2 separate regions of the Mus musculus genome follow, and region 1 is linked to region 2. Evidence: chromatin contacts called from public Hi-C data. All regions are on one chromosome and are shown on one strand. The core of a region is the stretch at or near the end of the contact, and the rest is flanking DNA. Distances in the headings are between cores, read along the strand shown. Region 1 has its middle 37 kb from the start of Ptk2. Region 2 holds the start of Dennd3 (DENN/MADD domain containing 3).

What was found. Hi-C and Micro-C count contacts between places; a contact is called where the count stands out from the background.
Region 1: a Hi-C map of the N1E-115 cell line shows a contact between it and region 2, with 1.6 times the contacts expected there. A contact is called at or near these places in 4 of 484 Hi-C or Micro-C datasets (the N1E-115 cell line, cortical neurons, embryonic stem cells and 1 more), 4 of 130 datasets of targeted methods (the SCID.adh cell line, embryonic forebrain, embryonic stem cells and 1 more) and 3 of 9 other capture datasets (adipose tissue, liver and pancreatic islet).

What each region holds. Positions count from the first base shown.
Region 1 is chr15:73,456,387-73,463,939 of GRCm38.p6, reverse strand. No RefSeq gene overlaps it. Among named protein-coding and RNA genes, the nearest start is that of Ptk2, 37 kb to the right of the region's middle.
Region 2 is chr15:73,511,194-73,518,417 of GRCm38.p6, reverse strand. It overlaps Dennd3 (DENN/MADD domain containing 3), which reads right to left and starts at 5,858. Exons shown (of 23, transcript NM_001081066.1): 1 at 5,571-5,858. The coding sequence starts at 5,672.

The DNA of each region.
Region 1 (7,553 bases), core at 1,375-3,874, 51 kb after region 2:
ACAGAGCAAGTTCCAGAACAGCAAAGGCTACACAGGAAAACCTTGTAACAAAAACAAAACAAGGAGCTGGTGAGATGGCTCAGTGGGTAAGGGCACTGACTGCTCTTCCAGAGGTCCTGAGTTCAATTCCCAGCAACCACATGGTGGCTCACAACCATCTGTAATTGGATCCAATGCCTTCTTCTGGTGTGTCTGAAACAGTGACAGTGTACTCATATACAATAAATAAATCTTTAAAAAAAAAAAAGTTCCCAACAAGCCAGGCGTGGTGGCGCACGCCTTTAATCCCAGCACTGGGGAGGCAGAGGCAGGTGGATTTCTGAGTTCGAGGCCAGCCTGGTCTACAGAGTGAGTTCCAGGACAGCCAGGGCTACACAGAGAAACCAAAAAAAAAAAAAAAAAAAAAAAGTTCCCAACAGATTCAGAGAGTCTCCACATGGACATCTGCTGCCCCTGCTGGAGCAACGCACAGAAGAAGAACAGGAAGTTGATAGGATCTCATTGCAGCCACCAGGTGGAACAAGTCCTATGAGCCTGGACACAGTGCCTGGCTGAGGAAGGAGCCAGAGGCAAGGAGAGCAGGGTTCAGGAATATGGTAGAAACAAAGTAGAGATCTACAAGGTCTGAGGTGGTGGCAGGATCGGTGCAGAGCACACACAGCTCACTGAGCCCACTAGTTCTGCACCCCAACTGTACCCTCAGTACCCCCAAAGGCAAATTATAGGAACCACTGGAACCCCAACCCCTACTGAGGTTCCAGGAAGGAAGTACTGCCCAGTGGAGTGTCACCTCCCACCTGGAGTCCCTTGGCTGGAGTAATAGTTAGCTTTTGTTATTGTTGTTTTGTTTTTTAAAAGTGTGGGGATAAATGCCTTTAGTCCTAGCACTAAGAATTTAAGGCCAGAGTTGATAGAGTTCTGGGACAGCCAGGGTGGCATAGTAAGATCCTGTCTCAGGAAAATAAAAAAATAAAAAAATAAAATGTGTGCACGAGAGAGGGGGGGAGTGAGAGAGACAGACACAGACAGAGAGAAACACACAGAGAGAAACAGAGAGTGAGAGCTCGCATGCGCATGCACACATCACACACACACACACACACACACACACACACACACACACACACACACACACTCATCAGATGCCGTAGACCTGGAGTCACAGGTGTTTGTGAGCTGCCTATTGTGGGTGTGGGGATCTAAACTCTGGTCCTTTGAGAGAGCAGCAAGCACTCTTAACTGCTAAAAGATCTCTCCATCTCTCCAGCCCTGATGGTTGAAAGGATTACATAAATCACATTTGTCTCCATGTAAGGACCGGGCCTGATTTCGAAAAGGAGGCCATAAGGCATCAACTCTAAGAACAGCCAGGAACTAGACCATGAGGCCCCAGCTCCAGGAACAGACCATAAAATCCAGGGATGAGTCATAAAACCCCCTCCCAAAGAACAGCCTGGGGATAACCACAGAAATGGGAAAATATCTTATCTCAGAATGGGCTATCTGTGCTGCGCAGCCCTATCTCACCCTATGATTAAATGTTCATGATATAAAAATGCAGACCACTGACCGCCTGTGACACCCTAGCACCCACCAATGAAATTTTAAATTACCCAGTCCTTCTAGAAAATTCACTTTAAGAAGGCCTGTGAGTCTTGTCTAGGGTCGCCTAGAGGATGGTTGGAAGATGGTTGGCCTCTGCATGCTGGTTGTTTCTGTAGAATAAACACTCTTTGTCTTTGCATACTGAGTCTTCCTTCAACAATTTCCAGACACCCTTACAGGTTAGTTCCAACTGTCAACTTGATACAACCTCGAATCACCTATAAAGAGACTCTCAGAGAGCAGTTATGAAAGTCAGGTTGGCTTGGGGGTTGGGGTGGTGTCTTGATTGCCTTAACTACTGTGGAAAGTCCCAAACCACATTTTCAAGGCACCAGCTTCTGCTCTGTAGCCCTGGGCTATATAAGAGTAGACAAAGCTAGCTGAGTACCAAACATGCAGGGTTAATTTCTCCCTGCTTTTTGCTGTGGTGTGGCAGGACACTTCCTGCTGCTGCTGCTGCAACTGCAGTTTCTCCTCTCTGAGAGACTATATAACCTACAATTCAGACTCGGAGGACCCTGTCTCCATGAGTTGCCTTTTGTTTGCATGTTTTGTCTGAAGACAGAAAATAAATTGGAAGCCAGACTGTGGTGGCATACACCTTTAATCCCGGTGCTTGGGAGGCAGAGGCAGGTGCATCTCTGTGAGTTCAAGGCCAGCCTGATTTAGAGAGTAGGTTCCAGGACAGCCACACCCATACAGAGAAACCCTGTCTGGAGTGAGGTTACAGGAACTAAAGTAGGGCACCGGCACCTGGAGTCTCCTAGTTCCTGTAGGTTTGTAGTTTAGAACCAGCAGCCATCCCTAGGAAAGCTGCCGGGGGATGGGCAGGGGTAGGGGAAGAGGCCAGATTGATGGTGGCATCTCTTAAAGGCAGTGTGAGCATAGTGGGCTCACCTTTCCCTTATCTGTTCCTGAGCGGGGCCTGTACTTTATCTGCATGACAAAGGCCAGGCAGGGGTAAGAGCCACAGCTGGGATGGCCTTCTGTCCTAGACTCTAGGTTTTGGCTAGAGGCCCAGGACAGCAGCCATAAACTGGCTCAGTTGTCAGACTCGGCTCAGATCTTGTGTTCTGCGTGTGTGCATGCACTTTGCCAAGTTCGCCTCCGTCCTTCTGAGGGGCTCTGCTTCTCCAGTGGAGTCCTTGCTCTTATAGTGTTCTCTTACCACAGAAGAGCCGCATCCCAACTCGCAGACCTGGTTGGAGTCCGGTGGAGTCAGACATCACTCCTACATGCATTGTGTGCACACAGACGAGAGCTATGAGATCAAAAGGAGTTGGAAGGAGGCCAGCTTGTGCCACGCTTTCTCTCCCACTGGTTGATCCTCATTGAATGGCTGATGACCCTACCTGAGGTACTAAACATGATCACATATTTCAAGAGGAAGAGACCAAGATTCTAAAAAGCAATGATCTGCCTGAGGCCTCGGGAATAAGGAGCAGAACGGAGATTTGAACCTAACTAAGCCATTCTGATTCCGAATCCTCCCTCTGCTCCCGTCCCCCTTCTGTCTCCACACCAACCAGGAGCATTCTTTCTAAATCCCCTTCCAGGACTTCCAGACTCTGTCTCTGAGGGCACAGCCACTGGAGGTGTCTGGTGCTTGGGGAATATCTCCACAGGTAGCTCACACTGAACCAGCTCCAATGTGGCTATTGTGTTTCCTGATGGGGTAGCCTCCAGAAGCCTGGGATAGAGCAACAAGACCCAGCCAGGTTGTCCTGTGAGTCTGTGCTGTGAGGATGGCCAGCAAAAACGTACTTCTAGTCCTGGGTTCCTCTTTTATTATGTCTTTGGCAGTGCTGGGAACTGGAGCCAGACAACTCCTTCACTGTGAGATGGCTCCCCCAATTTCCTTTTCTGAAACAAAGGTTCATGACCCTCATGGGACTGAGGCCCTGGGCACCAGGCAGAGCACGGGCAGAACCTGAGAGAAAGTCATTCTCTTCCAGGCTTTTGCATGGACTCATCTGACACTTCCTGCCTTATCCAGTTTGGAACCAGCTCACCAGGAACTTTCCATGCCCAAAGGCCTGCATCAGCTGCCAATTAGAGGGCCAGGTAATTACCCTGCAATTCCAGAACCTGGCCAACTGCTAATGTGCTAAGCCTGCTTAGGCAGAAAGGGAAGCTATGTTCTCACACAGAATCAAGGGCCTGAGGGCTAGCCTGGAGTAGTGGTTCTTCAAGGTGAAGGGCCTGGGGGTCAGCCTGGTTGTCAAACTAATGAGTGCTTGCTGAATTCTTTGCCTTACAAAAACATCCAATATGTAAAGCAGATAAGAGCTGAACTGCTTCCATTGAAGCTGGGGTCTAAGGGGACCCAGAAATAGGACCAGAACCCTATTTACTCCATAGTTGTACATACTAGAGAGACAGGTGGGGTGAGTAGCAAAATGGAGGGAGCTTAGGCAGCTGGCAAGGGTTTCTGCAGTGGAGGAACTGAGTGCTAGGGCAAGGCCCTTAGGGCAGTGCTGGCCAGCAAGACTGGTTGACTCATCTCTCACAGCAAGATGTCAGTGTGTACAAACACCAGGACACCTCCTTACGAAAGTTCTGATGACTTCATCCTGCCCATGTCTCGAGCTTTCTTTCTTGGACTTAAAAGGATATTTTGGGGGAAACTTTCATATAGAAGAAGTACTAAGACTGGAGAAATGACTCAGTAGGTAAGAGAACTTGCTGCTCTTGCAGAGGCTCTGAGTTTTGACCCCAGTAACAACGGGCAGCTCACAACTGAATGACACATAAACTCACACAGACATAAATTAAAAATAAACAGGTAAACAAACCTTTTTTAAGAAAGAAAGAAACAAAGAAAGAAAAAAGAGAGAGAGAGAAAGAAAGAAGGAAAGAAAGAAAGAAAGAAAGAAAGAAAGAAAGAAAGAAAGAAAGAAAGAGAGAAAGAAATATCTTATGGTAATCCAGCCTTCCCATTACTGATCTTTTCTTTCCCCCTTGTTACACTCACATAAGGTGCCGGCTATGGTGGCAAATGCCTTTAATTCCAGCACTCAGAGATCAGGCAGGCAGATCTCTGAGTTCGAGGCCAGCCTGGTTTACAAAGTGAGTCCAGGATATCCAGGACTCTTACACAGAGAAACCCTGGGTTTTGTTTGTTTGGTTGGTTGTTTTGTTTTGTTTTTTGATTTTTTTTTTTTTTTGAGACAGGGTTTCTCTGTGTAGCCCTGGCTGTCCTGGAACTCACTCTGTAGACCAGGCTGGTCTTGAACTCAGAAATCCACCTGCCTCTGCCTCCTGAGTGCTGGGATTAAAGGTGTGTGCCACCACGCCCGGCTTCTTCTGGGGTTTTTATTACAATTTTTTTTTATTATTCCTGAGAATTTCATGTGTGTACAAGGAAACATGACCATACCCACTCCTTATTCCCCTCCTCTGAGTCTCCGTGCATCTTTCCTAACATGTCCCCTTCCCAACTTCATGACTCTTCTGGCTTGTCCAGGTATTTTCACCACCTGTTTCTCTATGTGTTTGCAGAACACACAGCCTGTTTCCCAATAAAGCTGTTTCCTCCCTTCCTTCCTCCGTTCTTCCCTCCTTCCCTTCCTCCCTTCCTTTCTTTCTTTCCTTTTTTTTTTTTTTCTGAGACAGGGTTTCTCTGTGCGGCCCTGGCTGTTCTGGAACTTGCTCTGTAGACCAGGCTGGCCTCAAACCCAGGGACCTGCCTCCTGAGAGCTGGGATTAAAGGCAAATGCCACCACTTTTTTAGACAGGGTCTCAGTATGGAATTCTAGCTGGCCTAGAACTTACTACATAGACCAGACTGGACTCAGATTTACAGACGTCCGTCTGTTCTATTCTGCTCCTAAGTGCTGGAGTCGAAAGCATGCACCAGCACACCCAGCTTACTCACTGGTGGGATTCAGGCTGGGTTTCTACTTCCTTTGGGGTTTTCATTGCATTTTGATTTCTTTAGCATGAACAAGTATCATTTACATTTTAAAAATTACCACATTTATTTTATCTGCATATGCGTGTGGGTACATTCTTCAGGCACACATATGGCAGTCAGAGGACAACTTGCAGGAACCAGTTCTCTTCTCACCATGTTGTCCTGGGATTCTAACTCAGATTGTCAGTGAATGAAAAAAAGAAATACAGAAAGGAAAGGACCTGACTGCCCCTAGGTAGGGCAGAGGAGTTTTTGTTTTTTTTCTTTTTTTGGTTTTTCTGAGACAGGGTTTCTCTGTGTAGCCCTGGCTGTCCTGGAACTCACTCTGTAGACCAGGCTGGCCTCGAACTCAGAAATCTGCCTGCCCGACTCAAAACCACTGTTTAAAAGTCAAAGTGAAGCCTTCTTTGTAGGGTAGACTTCTACCCATCCTGAAACGGTATCTATAAAAATAGCAAGCCGGGCGTGGTGGCGCACGCCTTTAATCCCAGCACTCGGGAGGCAGAGGCAGGCAGATTTCTGAGTTCGAGGCCAGCCTGGTCTACAAAGTGAGTTCCAGGACAGCCAGGGCTACACAGAGAAACCCTGTCTCGAAAAACAAAACAAAACAAGACCAAAAAAAAAAAAAAAAACCAAAAAAAAAAAAAAAACAAAAAAACATGACTTTGAGCTGGATGTGATGACCCACTCCTGTGTTCGAGCCAGCCTGGACTACCCAGTGAGACTATGTCTCAAAGATGGAAATCAAAATAGCTGGGCTTAGTGGCAGCACGGCTATAGTCTCAGCCCTTGGGAACTGGAGGCAGGTGGTTCTCAGTTGGAGGCCTGTCTGAGCTTCATAGAGAGACCCTGACTGGATAAGTAAATGAGGTAATTAACCAAACCGCCAGGAGGAGTGGGAACATGGCTGGAAGTCCACCTCTGGAGGTAGACACTGAAGAGCAGGGACTCAAGGTCATCCTGGGATACCTGGGGCCCTATGTCAGACACACACTCAAATAAACGTAATTAATTTTGTCTTTAATTCTAAAAAGACAAAAAAAAACTATCTTGCTGTTCAAAGAAAAGGATAAAGAAATCATGGAGAGTGTGAGACCAAGGCAGCTGACAGGACAGCTTGGCAGTGAATTATTCATTCAACAAATATTTCCTCAACAGCATGATGACAGCTTCCAATGGAAACTGTCATTTTATAACTTTGGGTTTTGCGTACTACTCCTGGAAACTTTTTTTTTTTGGTTCTTCCCCTGCAATTGTTAGATCTTGTCACTAGGTGGCAGTAGGTATAGCGGTATAGCCATGCTGTGGAGCATGCGAGTTTTGTTTTATTAATACTTAGTCAAGCCACCCATTGCAAATTTGTAAGTGCTCATTGATGATGATGGTGGTGGTGATGATGATGACGACGACGACAATGATGTGTATATGTGTGTGTTTTAATTTTTTATTATTTAAAGCTTCTTCCTTCCTTCCTTCCTTCCTTTCTTTCTTTCTTTCTTTCTTTCTTTCTTTCTTTCCTTCCTTCTTTCTTTCTTTCTTTTTCAAGACGGTTTCTCTGTGCAATGGTCCTGGCTGTCCTGGAACTTGATTTATAGACCAGGCTGGCCTCATTGACATCCTCCTGCCTCTGCATCTTGAATGTTTGAATTAAAGGTATGCACCACCATGTTCTGCTTATTTAAAGATTTTTTGTTTTTGTTTTTCGAAATAGGGTTTCTCTGTGTAGTCCTGGTTGTCCTGGAACTCACTCTGTAGACCAGGCTGGCCTCGAATTCAGAAATCTGCCTGCCTCTGCCTCCCAAGTGCTGGGATTAAAGGCATGCGCCACCACACCCGGCTTACAGTTTATTCTTTAGTGTAGACATCATCTTCTCTGAGTTCTGGTCAGTTTTGATGCCTTCCTGCATTCCTGAAGCCCCTTTGCGACAATATTGTAATATGAATCTTGCCAGTGTCTATTGCTCTTTTAATGGCAGTCTTTCCTCCATCATGAGTGATGTGAGGACAGGAGACTATGAGCAGATGTGCCCAC
Region 2 (7,224 bases), core at 4,609-7,108:
CAATGCTTCAGGGTCTCCTCGAAGGCCTTGACTTCCCAGAGCTTCGGGTTTCTCCGCCTCACCAACACTATGCCATCATCACAGCTGTGAGGATGGGAAAGTCAGAGACAAAGCTATACAGTTCTCTGTTCCCCTCGTGCAGCACAAGTGACCCTCAGGTGATGCTGTCCCTGGGTTTGCATTTCTGGCAGCTGGTAATCCCGAGCCCTCATTCAGTCTGGATCATACACTGTGACATCACACCAAAGCCAATGCCCGGTGTCATTCTCTCTTTGGCCACTTAGAATGGTGTGTTCAAGGACCTGGAGAGATGGCTCAGCAGCTAAGCTTATTGGCTATTGTTCCAGAAGTGGTGTGTTCGGTGACCCGCACCCACATCCACACGGCTCAGCCAACAACCATCTGTAACTCCAGTCCCAGGGGATCTGATGCCCTCTTCAGGCCTCCTTGAGCACAGAACATATCTGGCACACAGACATACATGTAGGCAAAACACCCATACACATAAAAAATAGATAAATCAGAGAAAAATTAATAATGTACTTAGGCAGGGTGATTGTCTTAGTAAGGGGTACTATTGTGATAAAACACCATGACCAAAGGGAGGGAGGGAGGGGTTTATTTGAATTATACTTCTACATCCCATTTCCTCACCAAAGGAAGTCAGAATAGAAAATCAAACAGGGCAGGGACCTGGAGGCAGGAGCTGAGGCAGAGGCCATAGAAGGGTGCTGTTTACTGGTTTGCATTCATGGCCTAGCCACCAGGACCAACAGCCCAGGATGGCCCCACCCACAATGGGCTGGGCTCTCCCCATCAATCACTATCTTAAAAAAATGCCCTACAGGCTTGCCTGCAACCTGATCTTATGGAGGCATTTTTCAATTGAGGGTTCCCATCTCTCCAATGACCCTAGACCAACAGTTCTCAACCTGGGGAGTCGAATGACCCTTCCACGGGGGTCACATACCAGATATTTACAACTCCAAATAACAAATTACAATTATGAAGCAGCAATGAAAATAATTTTATGGTTGGGGATCACCACAACATGAGGAAGTGTATTAAAAAGTCGCAGCATTAGGAAGGTTGAGAGCCACTGCTCTAGTCTGTGTCAAGTTGACGTTAAACTAGCCAGAACACTGGCTCACTCCTTTAATCCCAGGATCCAAGGGGCAGAGGCATGTGGATCCATGTGAGTTCTAGGCCACCCTGGTCTACATGGCAAGTTCCAGGCCAACCTGAGTTATAGATCGAGAAAAAAAAAATGTGTTAAAAATCTAACTTACTGTCTCAACTGTCATTTCACATGGAAAACACTTCTGCCTTTCTGATTAGATTAACAAGACAGTACACACACACACACACACACACACACACACACAAAGTCACTGTCTTCAGACACACCAGAAGAGAGTGAGCATCGGATCCCATTACAGATGGTTATGAGCCACCATGTGGTTGCTGGAAATTGAACTCAGGACCTCTAGAAGATCAGACAGTGCTCTTAACCACTGAGCCATTTCTGAGCCCTGGGTTTCACTTTTTAATTGGCTTTTAAAAAATAATGACCAGAGCCAGGCGTGGTGGCGCACACCTTTGATCCCAGCACTCGGGAGGCAGAGGCAGGCAGATTTCTGAGTTCGAGGCCAGCCTCGTCTACAGAGTGAGTTCCAGGACAGCCAAGGCTATATAGAGGAACCCTGTCTTAAAAAAAAACAAAAAGAAAAAAAAAAAAAAAAGAAAGAAAGAAAGAAAGAAGGAAGGAAGGAAAGAAAGAAGAAAAGAAGAGAAGAGAAGAGAAGAGAAGAGAAGAGAAGAGAAGAGAGAGAAGAGAAGAGAAGAGAAGAGAAAAGAAAAGAAAAGAAAAGAAAAGAAAAGAAAAGAAAAGAAAAGAAAGGAGAAAAGAAAAGAAACAAGGGAAACCCACAGCAGCCTAACTCACAGGTTACAGATTTATTTCTAAGTCTTCTTACAAAGGAGCAATGCTCCTCCCTGGAGGATTACAGATGTGTTTAATGTTCTGGAACTGTGCTATCCAACACAGTCACAGCAGGAGGCCACTGAAATCTAAAGGAATTAAAACTGTGCTGGATAGATGGCTCCAACAGTTAAGCACACTAGCTGCTCTTCCAGAGGACCCAGGTTCAAATCCCATGACCTGTATGATAACTCATACAACTAATAGCCCCAGTCCAATGTTCTCTTATGTCCTCTGCAAGCCCTGCATGCACATGATGCACATACATGCATACACACATAACATACACATAAAATAAAGAAAAAAAAATAAATGTTTGGTTGGTTGGTTGGTTTTGGGTTTGTTTTGTTTTTTTTTAAACTTTTTTCCATTTTTTTTTTTTTGAGCAAGTTTTCTCTGTGTAGCCCTGGCTGTCCTCGAACTCAGAGATTCACTTGCCACTGCCTCCCAAGTGCTGGGATTAAAGGTGTGTACCACAGCACCTGGCAAAGAAATAAATAAATAATAAATAAAATAAAATGACTGGAGAGATAGCTCAGTGGTTAACAGCACCGACTGCTCTTCCAGAGGTCCTGAGTTCAATTCCAAGCAACCACATGGTGGCTCACAACCATCTATAATGAGAGCTGATGCCCTCTTCTGGTGTGTCTGAAGACAGCCACAGTGTACTCATATACATAACATGAATAAATCTTTAAAGAGAATTCATTTTTAAAGATTAATTAATTAATTAATTAATTGTAAAATCCAATGTTCCCCAACACACGAGCCATTCTTCCAGGGTTCGGTGGCCATGTTTGGCTAGTGAGTACAGTATTGGACGGTACTAATGGAGAACACTGTCACGGTCCAGGAAGTTTTGTTGGTATTGTTGCCCACAGAACAGAAGGCCAGTTCACTGGTATGGTTCCGAAGGCAGTGTGAGCACCGCCACCCACTCTTGGATGAGTTCACAGCATCCAGCAACCAAAACAGGGATCCAGCCTCAGCCAAGGGGAAACCAAAACTAACCGCACTGAATCACAGGGGGACTTGGTCAACTCTGAAGTACCTGTCAGGATTTCCAACAAATGACTGGTCCTCCCCACCCCACCCCCACCCCCACCTATGAAATACCACAGAGATAAGGCACCTTCTAAGAAATAAACAGGGCTCTACATCTCTTGACCTTAAGCTGGACTATTTCTTCTCATACTTCCAGCCTTCTGTTTTTATGTGTCACCAAATAGGAATATTCAGACCACAGAGAAATGGTAACTATTTTTTGAGACAGGGTCTCGTGTAGCCCAGGCTGGCTTCTGAAATCACTTTGCCACCAAGGCCGTCCTGGGCTCCTTTCTTTCTTTTTTTTTTTTTTTTTTTTTTTTTGGTTTTTTGAGACAGGGTTTCTCTGTATAGCCCTGGCTGTCCTGGAACTCACTCTGTAGACCAGGCTGGCCTCGAACTCAGAAATCCGCCTGCCTCTGCCTCCCAAGTGCTGGGATTAAAGGCGTGTGCCACCACACCCGGCTCTCTGGGCTCCTTTCTTACCTTCCCGATTCTACTTTGCAAGTACAGGTATTATAGATTTGTGCCACCATAAAGTTTTGTTTGCTTGCTTGTTTGTTTTGCTTTGTTTCTGAAGACAGGATCTCACTCTGTAGCCCAGGTTGACCTATCTAGAACTCACTCTATAACCTCGGCTGCATTCAAACTCACAGTGGTCCTCCTGCCTCAGGCTCTCGAGGATTGGAACTACAGGAGCAAGCCACCACACTCAGTAAAATGCCTTTTTTAAAGTAAAATTAAAAATTATTGCCACCTTTATTGGCGCACGCCTTTATTCCCAGCAACTGGGAGGCAGAAGCAGGTGGATTTCTGAGTTCGAGGCCAGCCTGGTCTACAAAGTGAGTTCCAGGACAGCCAGGGCTATACAGAAAAACCCTGTCTCCAAAAAAACAAAACAACAACAACAACAACAACAACAAATTTTAAAACCTTGGACATTCAAAAGAGAATTACTACAAAAAATAAAGTGAATAAAATCTGACTAACTCTAACAGTGATGTTGACATAAAATGAAATTATTCTAAAGTTTTAGTCCATCTCTAACTCTCCTTTCCCCCCTAATCCTGGACTGTTTTTTTTTTCTCCCCTCTCTTTGAAATTCCTAGCAGAGCACACAATGAGGCAAACTAGCCTGAAACTCCCCCCTCTCACCTGGGAGGTGCCACCGACTGCCTAATTCGGGAAAGTACCACTCTGAATCCCCCAGTTGACTAAGCCGGTTCTCAAAAATCATGCCTCACACCCAACAGGCAAGAACCATACTGCAAGACCCAGGGCACAAAGACACGGACAGATGCCCAGAGAGACCACAGTGAAACCAGGCCATTTCCGATTCTAAGAAGAAAAAAAAAAAAAAAAGGCAGTGCTGTTTGGTAAGTTAGAGGCACAAAGACAATGGAGGACACACTGGCATTTATAAGGGACATCAGAGAAGTGACAAATCATTTTCATAGGGACAAGGGCCATTTACTGGTCACATTCACTTAGGGAAGAAACTATCTAGGCTTTTTATTTTAATTTTTTTAGATTTATTTATTATCATATGTAAGTTCACTGTAGCTGTCTTTAGACACACGGAAGAGAGCAACATATCTCATTATGGATGATTGTTAGCCACCATGTGGTTGCTGGGATTTGAACTCAGGACCTTAGAAAGAGCAGTCAGTGCTCTTACCCGGGGAGCCACCTCACCAGCCCAAACTATCTAGGCTTTAACACTCATTCGGCTACTTTTACTGACGGTTAACTTTTCTTGTTTTGTCTCCACTACTCATCACATCGATATGCAACACTCAGATGATCTCTCCAGACACTTAACGGGATACTAGGGAAATCGCTGAGAAAATGGCAGTTCCCAATTATGCCGGGTTCAAAAGAAAAATTGAAGCACCAATGGATTGGGAGAAAACAACCTGGGTTCCAGAATAAAAAAACGAAAGAAAACACAGCGCAGAAATCAGGAGTATGAGATGTTCAGACGCCGCTGCTGTCTTTCCAGAGACAGGGAGCTGAATCTATCTTTGGTTCCTAGGCACAGACGGAGAGAAGGGAGGGACTGCACAGCAAGTGAAGAAAATGGCTATGCAGCAAGCTCGACTAAAAGTGGAATATTCAAAGCTGGTGGTTGACTCTAACACCTGAAACCTCACTATTCGGCACGGAGTACAGAACCCATCACTTAGGCAGTGAAGGGAACCATTTAGTCGCTACTGGGAGAGGATCTTGTCTAGTTGCCCGTGAACTCAGCAGATCCCCGCTGGGCCAGCACCTCGCCCCACATCCTGAGTGTGGAGGAACGCTTCAGTGCACAGAAGCCGGTCTGTACCACCACAAGCACCAAGTCCAAGCCGGCCGGTCCCGGAGGGAGGAAAGGCCAGCCGCCAGTTGCCCTATGAGCTGTGCTCATCCCTCACAGCTGGGACCTGACCCTGAGGCTTTGGCGCCGCAGCGGTGCGTAGCCTCTGAAGCCAGCCACACTCAAACCTGGCTGGCACCTCTCTGTCTCCCCCACCCCAACTCAGTTTCCCCTCTAACCCCTTACCTGCTCCAGGCCGCGGAGGCTGTCTTGAGAGGCGCCCAGCAGCGCGCACAACTCCAGCAGCCCCGAGGGCAGCGACAGGTGTCGCGCCGCGGGCTCCGCCATGACCTTCCCGCCACCCGCCTAGCACACTGCGCTCCGAGCCCTCGATTGTCGGGCCGGGGTGACGCGACTCAGAGGGCGCCGGCGCCCACAACCCAGACCCCAGCGGAGCACCCCTGCCCAAGCCTCCCCGCCTCTCTTGGGCTGGTTGCCAGCCAGCCGCGTCCGCGGAATGGGCGGGGCCTACGAGCAAATAGGAGGGGCGTGGCCTGTGTGTGTGTGTGGGGGGGGGGGGGGTCCGGTGTGGACGGGACCTAGGAGGCGGGGCCTGGATAGCGTGAACGAGCCTGGTCTGTGATTTGGCAGGGGCAGGACTTCTATGGAGGCGTGTCTGGCCGGACCTGCGTGGGTGTGGCCTCTTCGGGGTGGGAAGAAGGGGGTGCGGGCGGACTCTGCCGCCACACAAGCTCAGTCATTTCCTAAGCCCCTCTGCGGGTTTGGCCCCTCCTCCTGTCCCCCGGAATACGGAAGGAATGGGCGGCATCCCCAGGTGACCAGCCACGTCATCCAGCCCCGGAGGCTCTTCTCCAGAGGTCCACGCCCGCCCTCCCCCCCCCCCCAACAAGTAAGGGACAAAGGCCTGGTCTCCTGCCACCTCCAGGAAGCTCTCTTGTGCCAGGACGGGAAGTAGACCCTGTGGGTACCTGGAAGAACCGTCGGGAAGGGAGTGTGAAGATCCACTCCTGATGAGTAGCTTCACGGTTGACTGCAGGCCTCTGCAAGAACCTCGGTTAAATTTAGCATGAAATGGGCAAGGTGGAAGACCAATGAACTTTTCCAGGAATTATATATTATATATTAAAAAACAAAAACACTGAAGGAATGATCACTAGTAGCGTCAAATATTTGTCAAAACATCAGCCTAGAGTGACTAAACAAGTCTTGGGAGCAAAACCTGGGTAGGCTGGCTGGGGTAGGGGTGGGGAGCAGGACTCAGAAGCAGCCTAGCCAGCCTGTAGGCTGCCTGACCTCTGCAGCCCTCATCCCTTGTCCAGGAACCCAAAGGACGTGTTAATGTCACTGATATTAAAGTTTTATACCTGCTTATCTGACTCTTGCATTAGCTCATCTGAGATGGCCTCAGCTAGGCACAGACCTGAGCGGAGCAAGCCTCATAGGGATCCATCACAGACCGTGGGCCACTCTGTAAGCAATCAGAATCTTAATCAAAATCTACTGTGTCAACTATGTGTGTATATGGGCAGACCTAGCATCTATTGGCCTCTACTTCCTGTTTGTGGAATGTCCTGTGGAATGGAGGCCAGGACATTCAGTTGGCAGGGACCCTGTAAGGCTCAGGGTAGAGCAGATCTTATATCTGCTCTGTTCCTGACTGAGGTGGAAAGTCCACAGCCAGGCTCCAGAGTTCATCTTCTGTAAGCCTCCCTGTGCCAGAAAGTCCAGCCACATAATCTCCCAGGCTTCCTGGTTCTGTGCTTTTTAAATTAAATCCCCATAGGACTAGTGGTTTGCTTCTGTAATTGTAACAATTTGAAAGTGGGCAGAGGATCATAAAGGAATTTCAGGCCAGTACAGGCTACACAGCAGAAATAGA